Regions from separate parts of the Pan troglodytes genome. Here region 1 is linked to region 2. The links are chromatin contacts, called in public capture Hi-C maps. All regions are on one chromosome and are shown on one strand. Each heading gives the region's core, a stretch centred on a gene start, on an enhancer-like site or on the middle of the called end of the contact. The rest is flanking DNA. Distances are from core to core; before and after follow the strand shown. Region 1 has its middle 1.2 Mb from the start of ZEB2. Region 2 has its middle 590 kb from the start of ZEB2.

Region 1 (6,569 bases), core at 3,604-6,103, 640 kb before region 2:
AGAAAATTCTAGTGTTTTTGTACCAAGGCAGGGGTATGTTTCCGGTAGTCATGTCTCCTTTGCTCCTTAGGAAAGGGCAGGGCAGGGGAGCAAGAGTATGCCTTGGATGGGGACCCTAGTAACCCACATCTAAGAGGAATACTGGGTGGTAACCAGCACCATCAGACTTTTAAGAATTAATAGAAAGTCCAATAAAACATTAACAGACAAAAGTTCTAAAAGCAAAGCCATATAATTATATCCTATTGGCCAGACTTTGGTCCAGTGCTCAACCTTGGCCTAATTATTATTGCCAGAGGATTGGACTATGCTAATTCGGCAGTCCTGGTTTGGAGGACACATCTGGAACAGGGTGTTGGGGTCAACACCACAGAACCCTACAAACAGAGAGTGGTTGAGTGGTTATGCTGCTACTTCAAGCCACACAATAGACACTGAGCAGGGGAAAATAACACAGCCTGACTACATAAAAGAGTTATAACTTGAGATAGCAAGAACTATTAGAACAAGACTACTACCGGATTCTGAGCAGTAACCTGAAAATAATAGCCAACATTTATTCAGCACTCAGTATGTGATAAATCACTTTGCTAAGAACCTAAAATATGTCATTTTATTAACGTAAGAACCCTGAGGCCAGGCATGGTGGCTCACAGCTGTAATCGCAGCACTTTGGGAGACCAATGCATGCGGATCACCTGAGGTCAGGAGTTCGAGACCAGCCTGGCCAACATCATGGCACCCTGTCTATACTAAAGATACAAAAAATTAGCTGGGTGTGGTGGTGGGCACCTGTAATGCCAGCTACTCGGGAGGCTGAGGCAAGAGAATCACTTGAACCTGGGAGGCAGAGGTTGCAGCAAGCCGAGACCTCACTACTGCACTCCAGCCTGGGCAACAAGAGCAAAACTCTGTCAAAAAAAAAAAAAAAAAAACCCTGATATATATATATATATATATCATATATATATATATATGATATGTATATATTATTATCTTCATTTTATAAATAAACTAAGGCTTAAAGAAGTTAAGCAAACTGCTTTGTCTGTGACAAAGGGGGGAATATATCTCAGGACTGTGTAACATCAGCATCTTTTAATTAGCTTCTACAGTATGTACAGAATATTCCATTTCTCACACATTCAGCTCTGAACATCTGATGTTATGAAAAAAACATCTGAAAAAAAAGTCTTGCAGAGTTGTAATTCTAGATCTTCAATTCTATGCCAAGTCAAAGGTGAACACATGAAGATCTCGGTACAAAGATGTTTTCCTCATAAGCCTGTTCCTCTGTAAGAGCTTTGCCTTTAGCTCAAGATAGTAGGTCTGAAGACACTGGAGCCTGAAGTCTCTCCTTGCAGACTCAGAAATTTTTCTATTTTGGTTTGTTTTTATTTTTATTTTCTTTATGGTTTTTTTGGCTACAAACTGTGTAATTTTGTTTGCCCAGGGGAGGGATTTGGGTTTCATACAAGAATCAAAGCTTAAAAATTCTGCTAAACTCTGGCAGATATTTTCATGACTCTCAAAATTCAAGACTGAAAAAACATCTTTTTCTCTTGTTATTTTTCCTATTTTTACTTTTTTTTAAAACCAATTTTAGATGGTGATAACACAATTTTTTAAATTCATGGAATTGTGAATCGTTAATGCATTCAATGGTACAAAATAAAAGTAATATAACATTTGCACATTACAACATATTTTTTTTCTACCTATGGTCCCTCTTTTCCCTATTTGTAATCACGTTTATGAGTTTTGGTGTAGTTTTTTGTACCTTCGTAGTGTTAACAAAAGTATTATGTAAAACTATTCCATCATAAAGTTTAAAACTTTTAGTTCTCATGTCCCTCGCTACAGTTTTTCATATGAAATCAGTCATAGTGGCAGGTATTTCACATTATTTTTTTCTCATTTGAAATCTTGCAAAGTGTGTCTCATCTATTCTTCAACATATTAAAGGGCTAGTTTGGGTGCCAGTAGTCTCTGCAACTTCAGCTAGGTCCAAAGTCCAGCTACAATGACCAAAGCTGACATTCCTGATAGAGCCAGGCATTTATGGAGCAGTCAACTCCTGTCAAGGTCTCAGGGCTGTGAGAGTTAAAGAAATACAACCCCTGAAATGGGCAAGAACTCATTTACTGTGCCCAAGAGCCATCATATAGAAGAAGAATACCACCTGGAATTTCAGCAGGCAGATGAAGACATGAGTGGGTGTTCATGACATGTGGGTTTGATTCAGATTCAACCTAGGAAAGACGGTAGTGAACAATGCTGATGAACTTTCAACATCTTTGCAATTACGGGGGGATTCTTCTTCTATACTCAATTCCAAGCTCTGCAGAGGCAATTTTGTTTACCGCTGTAGCCCCATTTCCTGACTGGTGTGAGACAATAAACAAACACGGAATAGAAAGCCTAGAAGAGGAGAGAGTGCTTCTTCAAAACATGTTCAAGCAATACTCAGATCTCCATGCTAGGAGAAATTTGTGAAGAGGCTGATCTGTAAGCCTCCATCCAACACTAGGATTCTAGGATTCTCTGAATAACAAAATCAATTACTAGTTGGATTCATCTAAGAAAAGGCAGAAAATGGATGGCATACAAAGAACCACTGGCCCAGGCCCTGCAGGTGATGCTGGAAGTGGGGGCGGTGCCATAGGCTGGGTCCCTTCGGAAAAAGTGGGGGTGGTGCCATGGGCTGAGTCCACTGCCGTCAGAGTGAGGAGCAGAGCCTGATGGCTTAGCTGAAGGGTAGATCATTGGCATCAAGTCGTTCCATTAGCCATAGTGCTTTTCCATATTTCCAGCAAAAATGTAGAAGACTGTGCTTCCTAAACAAAATAAGAGAATGCAAAGGTAAAAAGCAGGCAAATAGTCTTGGAAATGAAATGAAAACACAAAAATGAAAACAAAAACCAAGTAAACAAAAATCCAGGAAATCTAAAAGGAATAAATGTAGAGCTGGAAGTAGTAAATCAGAAACAAATGGAAACATAGTGCTGTGTTTTCCATTACCCACTTTAACCAAACTCTATAGTTAAAACTTTTCATCCAGTATCTTAGCAATGTGGTAAGAACCTGTAATTGGTTTATTACTGAAAATCAATGCTGTTAAAAACCCCCTTGTCTGAAAAGGAAATCTAAATATAAGACTGATACAAATGGGTCTTTATACAATTGTATTTCTTAATTGATGATACATAATGTAATTCTTTATTGGGAACGGGCTTCACCTGCCTCTAGGGAAGGGGTGTTGGTTGGAGAGACAGAGTGAAGCATGTGTAGGTTGCAGCGCCGGGCCCAGGGACTGACAGGTAGCTATGTGAAAGGCCTCAGATCCTTTCCGGAGGCGCCTAGTCCCCACTCCAGCTCCTCCCCGTCTTTAACCACAGCTCCAGAGCAAGTTTGTCTCTGCACATAGAGACTGGCCTCCGGCTGTAGCAGGATGCAGGAACTGCCAATGTAGTGCATTGTTCTTGAGTTTCCACAGTCCTTCCTTCTCTATCTCCATCCTTTTACAGCAAGCATTTCTCCTCTTGTAAATAAACAAACAAACAAAAAGAAAGCAGTAATTATTTTTTCAAACACTTTCCTAATATAAGTTCTGGAAACACCTGCCTTCTTTCTACACTTTGTAAGCACAGGTTTGGGGTCCAGCAAGCGGTATTTTAAAAGGGCCATGATTATCTGGTACTAGAAACAGCAGCAGCAGCTCCTAATTCAGATCTTTTAAATCGGTCTTCTCAGAATGCATACATTTGGAGAATTTGAAAACTTGGTCCTCTGAGGCCTGTTACTTCTTCTCCCTGGATCTTACCTTTAAATGGCTGAAGATATAATGCCTCAGAGACTTAAGGTGAGTGGAGATAGATTTGCTAGGTCCCAGAGTAATCAGAAAGGCAAAATAGCTTTGTAACTCTCTCTCTCTCTGCATTGTTCCCTGAAGAGCAGCTGCAGTAGAGTGTGGACCCCGTGTTTGCACATGGCAGAAACTGGGCTGCCTCACATTTAAGGCCTAAGTTAGCCAACTTGTCAATGAATGCCATTAGTGCAGACGGGCCACAGGCACTCAGGGATGGAGTGGCAGGCAAGCTCAGATCAGCTAAGGAAGAGCAGGCATCGGGTGGTAACAACTTTCAGTCATTACTGACCTGGGCTCTATTCAAACCAGTGACCTAGAAATGAAGGGCTCCAAATCCCATTACTAATTCCCCGAGCCATCAAGTCTCCCCTATGGCCTGGATCTTGTCCTGAAACCCAGGTCTCCTGTTGAAATAGCATTAAGACAGCAGCCACTGCGTTGGCAGGCAAGGTTTTTAAAATAAAGGGAGGGGAGGGAATGTGCACGTAGAGTTGGCTTTAATTATTACTTTAAAGTTTTTTAGCTCCTTTCAACCTAAAAACCTGAACCTTCTTTAAAGTCACATGCTTGCCAGCCAGCACAAAAATGGTGTTCAAACAAGCACAGCTTTTTATTTTGTTTGAATGGTGAAAATACACATGCCCCCTCCCAAATCAAGGAATAATGAGAGGAAACCAAATGAGAGGAAGTTGTTGAAAAGCAAAGAAAGAGATTAAATGAGTATTGCGAGGACAAGAATATTTACTGCCAAAATAAGAAAAGGAGCTAAATGAAAGCACCCTTGAGCCGCGTTCTCCCTCACTTCTTATCTCTCTGTCACCCTCTGAATCCCTCTCATCAAAGAGGGACAATTATTTTTCCGTAAAAATGTGGGATTTTTGTCAGTGAGGTGAAGCCCATGCAAAGTGAGCTGGATTAAAAACTGCATGTAAAGTTCTGTCTCATGTTTTAAGCCAAAAGCACCAACTTTACAAACTGTCCTGTAGATGGAGCTGTACTCTGCAATTCTAAGATCACTGCCTCAACAATGAAGCAATTGTTTCCTGTCTCCACTTAGCAATTCCTCCCTCTCTTTCAGTTCTTTCTGCTTGCATGTTCTATTTATTTTAATGTATACCTTTGTGTAGAGCCTGTCTCTGAGTGGTTAGATACCCCGTTGATATGTGGCCTTCAAGGGGGAAAAGGGAGTGCAGCCTATTCCCATGACATCCTAAGGCTTTGTAGAGCCAAAAAAACCTTCTCAGGAACACCTAATCCTTGGGCTCTGTCCAAGTACCACAATCTCTCTGTACAACTGACATGGGCCACTTGGGACACTTGAGAGTTTTAGGTGTGTCTCTCTGAAGTCAGCCCCGGCCAAGCATGAGGCAAATGTGCCCGACCAAAGAAAATAAATTATGTGGACTCCAATTTTCAGCAGTTATGAAGTATTGAATTACACATGCAAAGAATTCACTTTGGGATTAACCCTTTGGAACCGAAACACAATCTTGTCACAATGCCTGAGAAGGGAGCATGCTCTGAGTGAGGCCTGACTTTCCAAAGACACAGAGGTTGCTGACCAGGAGACAGATATGCTCAATGCAATAAGAATGGAGATAAATGCAAATGTCTTATGTGGGCATGGAAGAGGGTATATGTGGGGGTTCTGCCCTGTCTCTGGATAGGCTGTTGCTGGCATTGTAAAGTTTAAGGATTCACTGCAAAGGCCACTTCAGCACTTAACGGGAATGCATCTTAGCATAATTCACACAGTCCCTGTGGCTGCTTCTTCATTCAGATTTAGAGAAGTGGTTGAAAGCCACTGGAACTTGACTGAAATCACAACTACAGAACCCCTGAAACGGCATTCATCCTCCATGACTCATTGAGCGATAGAAAAGGACATCCTGTCCTACCCCTTTAAGAATTCCTAGTTCCCCATAACTATCTGAAGCACTAAGCTGTGAGTACACGACGTAGCTGAAATTTAACACATAAACCCTGCAGTAGAAAAACAAAACAAGGCCATTTGTTTTCCCCTATAAAGCTATTTATTTACCAAATGACCATAGAAAGCAAACCTCCAACAATAACAGGAAACAATCAATCTTGAAAAACTTAGGGAAAAATTTTTTTGGAGCAAAGTTAACTTTTTAATAAAGTAGGTGTCTTGAGTATGCAAAGCAGGATGTCAGGAAACAGGCAACCTTGCCCCTCTTCCCCTCAGGTTATTATCAGAAAATGTGTGATCTACAGGAGGGACACTGTTTTGGGACTGATAAGCTGTGTCTACGTAAAGATCCCTCACTTATTTCACATGTGCCCTGGAGGAAATAGAACTGTACAACGATATCCCTGAGAGACACTGTGGACCTCATCCACTGCCCTCATATTAACCAATGAAGAAACTGAGTTGCTCAAAGTTGCAACAGATACAACTAAAAGCAGTAGGACATTTTATGTAACTTATTTCTAAAACAACAAATCTCTAATCAGAGAAATATCTCTATGTGTCAGTTGCTCTTGCCTGTTCAGAGGGATGATAACTATCTTTTCAAGTACTTGCTATTTTGAGTTATATGGAATATTTTGAGACACATGTAGAGATCTGCTAAAACGATTTGAGTGATAATAACTGGGTGTATGCGTGTTAGTATGTGAGAAAAAAGAGAAAGAAATGAATGAGAGGGAGAGATAAAGACAGGGAAATAGATGAAGT
Region 2 (6,222 bases), core at 786-3,285:
AGAAAAGATTGATAGAAAATGGGAGGAAAACAAGGCAAGGAGCTTGTCCAAGCTTGGAAAGGCAACACAATCTGAAGGAACTGATAAAAAGAGAGATGTCACTAGGGATAACTTCATGATCTTAAAATGATTGCTTATGATCAAACACAGTGCTATATATGCATATGTCCATCCATATATCCAGCTATCCTTCCACCCATCCATTCATCATCTATTTATTCATTCATTTAACAAATGTTTATTGAGTAGTTTTGTACAATGCACTGCAGTGATACACTAACGACACAGAGATGAAGGGTGCTCAAGTGTTTATTCTCAAAGAGCTTACAAAGAAATGAAAGCAGGTAAATAAAATTTATAAATCTGGGTCTTAAATGCTATAATAGAAATCAGCTCGTGGTGCTACAATAGCAAGACTGACATTACTTTGAGATAAGACATTGTTCCATAGGTATATTTATTTATGTAATCCTTCCAGCAATGCTCTGAGGTAGGTACTATTATCAGGTCCATTTTACAGAGGAGGAAATGGTGATAGACCATAAGTAACTTTCCCAAAATTCTGCAGATAGAAATAAACAGGATTAGAATGTAAGCCTAATTTACTAGCTCCCAAACCCGTTTTCCTGACTCAAGAACCCACAGGTGTCATAGCTAACCTATCACCAGATTTTAATAGTCATCTATGTTTGAATTTTTGGCTAGTCAAGAAAGAAATATAGCTGTTCACCTCAGGTGTCCAACCTCTGATAGGTAGCCTGACAGCAGGACTAATTTGCTATTATCCCACCGATTACTTCACTTGGTAAATAGGATTTACCTATGACTGGTATCACAGGATTATGATAGCCATAACTTCATTCGCTAGAGCCTCACTGTAAACAACATGACTGGTTGAACGTTTAAACATTAAGGACACTCATTGGTGAACTGTATCCTTAAGGATTAAAAAACGTTATTAGGACACCTTTGAATTATTATGATTTGGCCATTTTCATTGTGAGTACAGACAGGCGTTGGGTATTTCTCAGGTTCACAAAGCAGATAGTCGATTAAGGAGTACAGGGAGGCCAGTGGAGATTTGTGAGCAAGACAAATTTTGTCAGGGAATAGGGAGGAGACCTAGGAGACTGTAGCATCTAATTTGATACATTATAAGCCACAAACATGTCTGAATGACCAAGAGCCAGCCACAACCACAAAATAACCAGGATAGGTCTGGAGTCAGCAGGGAAGAGCTAGGAAGAAGGCCAGGCCGATAATGAAAGGGGGCATTAAGGTACACATTAAACTCTCCAAAGAGGGAAAAATAAGCAGAATTTCCAAGGCATCCCTAACAAATTTGAAGTATTAACATTTTTGCTAAAGCAGCAAAAATGGCAAATTTGCTGGTTTCACTAAGTACATTATATTGCCTTTTTTTTCTTCTCTTGAAGTGGGGAGGTGGTAAGGCTTCACTGAGCCGTAGTGAGTGAGGATGTAAGAGACTTTTCAAAAGTGGCACAGCAGCCAATTACTTGGAGTTCAGAAGGAGTGGTTTATTTTTCTGGCATTGGAAAATCAGCATATTTGGAGCTGACGTCCAATGCCTTAGCTGGGTTGCCTGAACAACTTGGGACTCCAGATGGGAGAGTAGCTGCCTTATTTCGTGGAGTAAGCTGCCACTGAAACCCGGGGCCCCTGATTGAAATTTCAGACATCTGATTTTGTCAGAGTTCGGATACCTTTCCTTTGAAATGCCCTGCCTTAATAACCGCTCTAACCCATTGCCAATCTTTCCAGCAAACATGTCTCCCAATGATTGGGAAAATTAATGAACAGGCACTAGCTAATATAATTAAACCCAAACACTCCTGATTTCAGTATTAAGAAAAAGCCACTGCCCTGATTTTCTCTTGACAACACAAAAAGTCTTGCCATCTTCGAACTGTTTAATTATTGAAATGAACTGTAACGGTACACCGGATAGGGGCAAAGGTCACTGAGCACGACTGGAAGTGAGAAAGCGGGCAGGGGCTGACAGAAGGGCCTGCCAACGCCTGGGGCTGCAGCTACAAACCCACACACTTTTTCTCAGGCATCCAGTCTCCGATAGGTAGCCTGATAGCAGGACTAATTTGTTAGTATTCCAGAGGTCCAACGGTGCTTGCTTGTTTCAAGACAAGCCAAAATATGCTCTGGTGACCACCACGACATTGCAATTCCCATGCCCTACCACATTCCTCTTTTCAGATCCCAGGCATTTTTTCCCTTCCTTTTTTTTTTTTTGCCTCCCTACGTGCAGTCCAGGATGTAGACAAAATGAATTCCAAGTGACCTATGTGGGGGTGGATTTTTTTTTTAGAAACAAACAGCAAATTAAGTGAAAAAAAAAATCCTGTTCTCACTTTTTTTTTTCCTTTTTGGAGGGGGTGCATATGTTTATTTTCTCAGGGATACTCTCTGGCAATGGCAACAGAACTTAGTTCTATGAAAGTGACATTTTTTTCCTCAAAATGTTTAAATTCTAAATATCAGCCCCCGGTTTTGCCTGACTTTTTTCTCTGCCTTTCAAACCTAATAAAATCTATGGCAATTTCTGTCTTTAAATAGAGATGTCCAATTTTCTATGATTCTAGAACACCAACATCTGGAATCGTGTTTTTTTCCCCTAAAATATCATTAATAATATTTAGACTATTACCAGAGATGGTGATAGGGGGAAAACCTGAAAAAAGTTGCTAGAAATGTTGATAGTTGGTAAATCAGAGTAAAAGTATAATTTTAAAATAGATTTGTCAAATTAATAATTAAGCAAAGTTAGAAAAATAAATACGTTCAATGGTTGGATAAAAAGATAATTTCTAAACATTTTAGTTTAGGTGCTCTAAATTACAAACATAACTATTTTTAAGAAAAATAACAATTAGAAGTAACAGGATTTTGGGTAGTACCAGGGATGACCTCAAGCAAACTTGTAAAGTTGATATGACTTGCCTTTCTCATTTCCAGTCTTCCCTTTCTGTACCATTCTCTTTGATGCCACCCTTCCTGCACTGCACATCTAGTACCGGTGGGACCTATTAGTATTATTTATCTCACTCAATATTACTGTCTTCTCAATCTCAAATCACCTGATTAACACTTACTCTAAGGCTAAGAAATGACAGGGGCTTAAAGGGAATTAATAATCTTTTAATAATAGAATGTGGATATGTGGCACATTTTTAAGATCAGCAAAGATAATGGGAGGACTAGATGTTCCTGTATATGTGCATATCATTTTTAATCTAAACTGGAATACCTTTGAGAGTGAAAGAGGAGAAATTAATGATTTCCATTAGACAAGAAGCCTAAGTCAGAAATATTCCAAATAAAATGGGATAATGCTTGATAGTAAAGAAATTCATGTTCAGACATACATGAGATGGCAGCGTCTTGTCATTTTTCCAGGCAGACTACCCTTTGTATCTTTCACATACAGCTCCCATCCCTTCAGCCTTACCTGCTGGATCCACATTCCCAGATTCCTAGGGTCTTATTTTAACCCTTGCCATCACCAGATATTTTCCAGCCTTTCCAGATTGATGTACTGGGACCAGGTAAGAATTTAGTGTCTCTAGTCTAGTGTCCAAAAGAGAGGGCTCTCTTCCATTCCTCAGCTTCCCTGTCCTGGTCTAGCTACCAGAGAGCCAAGACTCCCCACACGAAGAAAGCATTGTCAATTATGCATCGTTCCATGGGTGAAACAATAAGGACATGTGAAAATGCAACAGGACTTTATCATAAGCTGACTTAGTAGTACAAGTATTTAGTATCATAGGAAGAAAATCCAATTCTCCACAATATTACAGTGTATAGAGCAAAAATCTGGTACAGCCATGATGAATTTATTAATCGTTCTACAGGTCCCCAGACACAAAATAATAATAAAAAAGATCCCTAGCACTCCTTTGGAGACGTTTTGTGAAAAGGTGAAGAATGGCTAGCAATGGTTTTCAAACTTTAGTATGTATAGGAATCTCTGGGGCCCTTATTTAAAATGGACTTTAAGTTCTACCCCTCAGCAAGCTTGATTAGATGCGCAAGAATCAGAATGCTTAATAGGTGCATCTGGCCATTTGAATTTAAGAGGTTTATGCAACCAAAAACACAGGTAAAAGCTTCATCTTACTGAGTCATTCTTAGTCATTCTCTTGCCAACACAGAGGATGTCATAGGCATATATGCAACCTTTTCTTAGTGCCTAGAAGTTGTCATATGTTGGGAGGTTGGGAGGGGTGTACAGACCTACGTACCTATTGGACAAGAGGTTTCCTCATTCTTATAAAAGTGGCATGCTGTATGTGTCGTAAAAATAGACCGAGTTTGGCATAGACTTGAAATTAAGGACTAAGATCAGTCTCCAGAGAAATAATGTTAAGTGCAGCCTAAACCCCATTCAAGAAGAATCTGTGATTCCCTTTATGATCCAGCCTTGGCAAAGAAAATGTGGTTAAACTGTGGCTCAGCCACCTCCGCGATGTAGCGGAACAAACACTGCAGGGAACATGAATGAAATTACTGTTAGGAAAACATCTGAATTTTTCAAACCAGGTGAGTTTTCCTCCTTGGTTGTCTAATTTAACATTCCAAAATGGGAAGAAAACCAGCATCTGTAAACTGTACTTAATCCATTCTTTAAATAGCATTACAGCCTTTTTCATTTCTCTCCACACTGCATTTTGTTGTTTTTGTCTCAGAGGCTTTAACACAAGGCCGGGACTTGCATTGGGAGGCCTGCGGATTACAGGAAATAATGACCTGTACATATTTAGTTGTTCAAAGGAAATTAGAGTAGCCTGATTTTTATTATTCCCCATTGCCCCACATTCTCTGGTGTAATAACTTGCCCTGTTCTCTAATTTACTTTTACATCATCGGAAATGTATACCATTTAGCCCAGATTCTCCCATGACCAATCAGGACCTGCTGCTGAGCTAGGTTAACAAAACGTTGCACGGAATGGCAAGCCTTCCTAATGCAGGCCAGCCAAAGTCAATGCAGAGCTGCTCACTCCAGAAAGTATGTGAACTGAAGAAAGTCATTTACCAACTTCTTCCCTTAGGTAGCCAGTGACCACTGTATGCCCCTGCTGTTAAATGTGACAGCTAACCTTTTCAGGACTGGTGTCATTTTAGATTAACCTTCTCTCGTAAAAATGTGTAGGCAGTTTCCTTCTGGTTGCGCTTTTCATTGTTAATCCATCAATGTATTTCCAGTGACACTGCCTCCTCCTTCTATCTTTCCTTCTCTCTCATCCCAACTCTTACCACCCAGCTTGGATAGTCTCATTAATGTTTATATTCAGAATCTAAAATTCATCTGCTTGCATTTTTTTTCTTTAAAGAGGAAACATAACTGTTTTGGACTTTGTTTTTTAAAAGAGTTATGATTAGATATTTAAATCATGGTTTTATTGGGACTTTCTAGTCCCATAGCACATATCACCTGTATTTGCTATATTATTGAGGGGAGAGAGAAACATAGTGAGAAATACATGCTGATAGCAGATAAATATCACAATATTTCCAGAACATTTGCAACTTACCAGCATTTCTTCCATTACAACTTGATGTATGTTTTATGGACACTTTGAGAGGAAAGCAACATTTGAAAGCCAAGACAAGCTGATTTTTGTTAGATTCTGCATGTTTATTCGGGACCTTTAATGAAGTTTTGCAAATTCTCTCAGTTCCATTGCAGCAGTTTTAAGTTGTGTGCTCTTTAACTGGTAGGATTTGGCAAGATAAAAATGAAGAGAAGTAGTAAGTAGTTTTAATAATCATAACTTTTGAAATTCACTCCAACATGATCATATTTTAAGAGCTCAGTAAATTTGGTCTTCATAAGCTTGTCTTCATCTCTTCCCAAACATTTCTTTTCAGTCTGGGCAGTTGCCTCATTATTAAATAGGTTCTCTAGTCCAAAACAAACTCAAGTCACTCATATCCATTATACTTTAATTTCCTTCAGTCTCATATAAGATTAATTATTGGTTTCGTTTTGTCCCCTCCTTGTCCCCTCTAAAACAGCAGCAATCCACCTCATTTTCCTACTGATAATTTCTTTAAAAAGGCCATTTCTTTCTTATTAATATTCTCTCCAATTTGATACCTCTGAACATTCCACACATCTTCCTAAACCTTAACTAAATCCTCCCAACTCTCCTACAATAGTAATCTCTGGTTCTAGTTCAAAAGA

The links. Capture Hi-C pulls out chosen DNA fragments and counts their contacts.
Region 1: a capture Hi-C map of stem cell-derived neural stem cells shows a contact between it and region 2, with 3 times the contacts expected there. The contact joins two enhancer-like sites. A contact is called at or near these places in 1 of 7 Hi-C or Micro-C datasets (stem cell-derived neural progenitor cells) and 1 of 1 other capture datasets (stem cell-derived neural stem cells).

Annotation. Positions count from the first base shown.
Region 1 is chr13:47,792,420-47,798,988 of NHGRI_mPanTro3-v2.0_pri, reverse strand. No RefSeq gene overlaps it. Among named protein-coding and RNA genes, the nearest start is that of ZEB2, 1.2 Mb to the right of the region's middle. Within about 2 kb of position 4,853, at least 16 of the 24 cell types and tissues checked have an H3K27ac peak or open chromatin away from gene starts, as enhancers often do. A contact at or near this core is called in stem cell-derived neural stem cells, where this site is marked.
Region 2 is chr13:47,146,459-47,152,680 of NHGRI_mPanTro3-v2.0_pri, reverse strand. No RefSeq gene overlaps it. Among named protein-coding and RNA genes, the nearest start is that of ZEB2, 590 kb to the right of the region's middle. Within about 2 kb of position 2,035, at least 1 of the 24 cell types and tissues checked has an H3K27ac peak or open chromatin away from gene starts, as enhancers often do. A contact at or near this core is called in stem cell-derived neural stem cells, where this site is marked.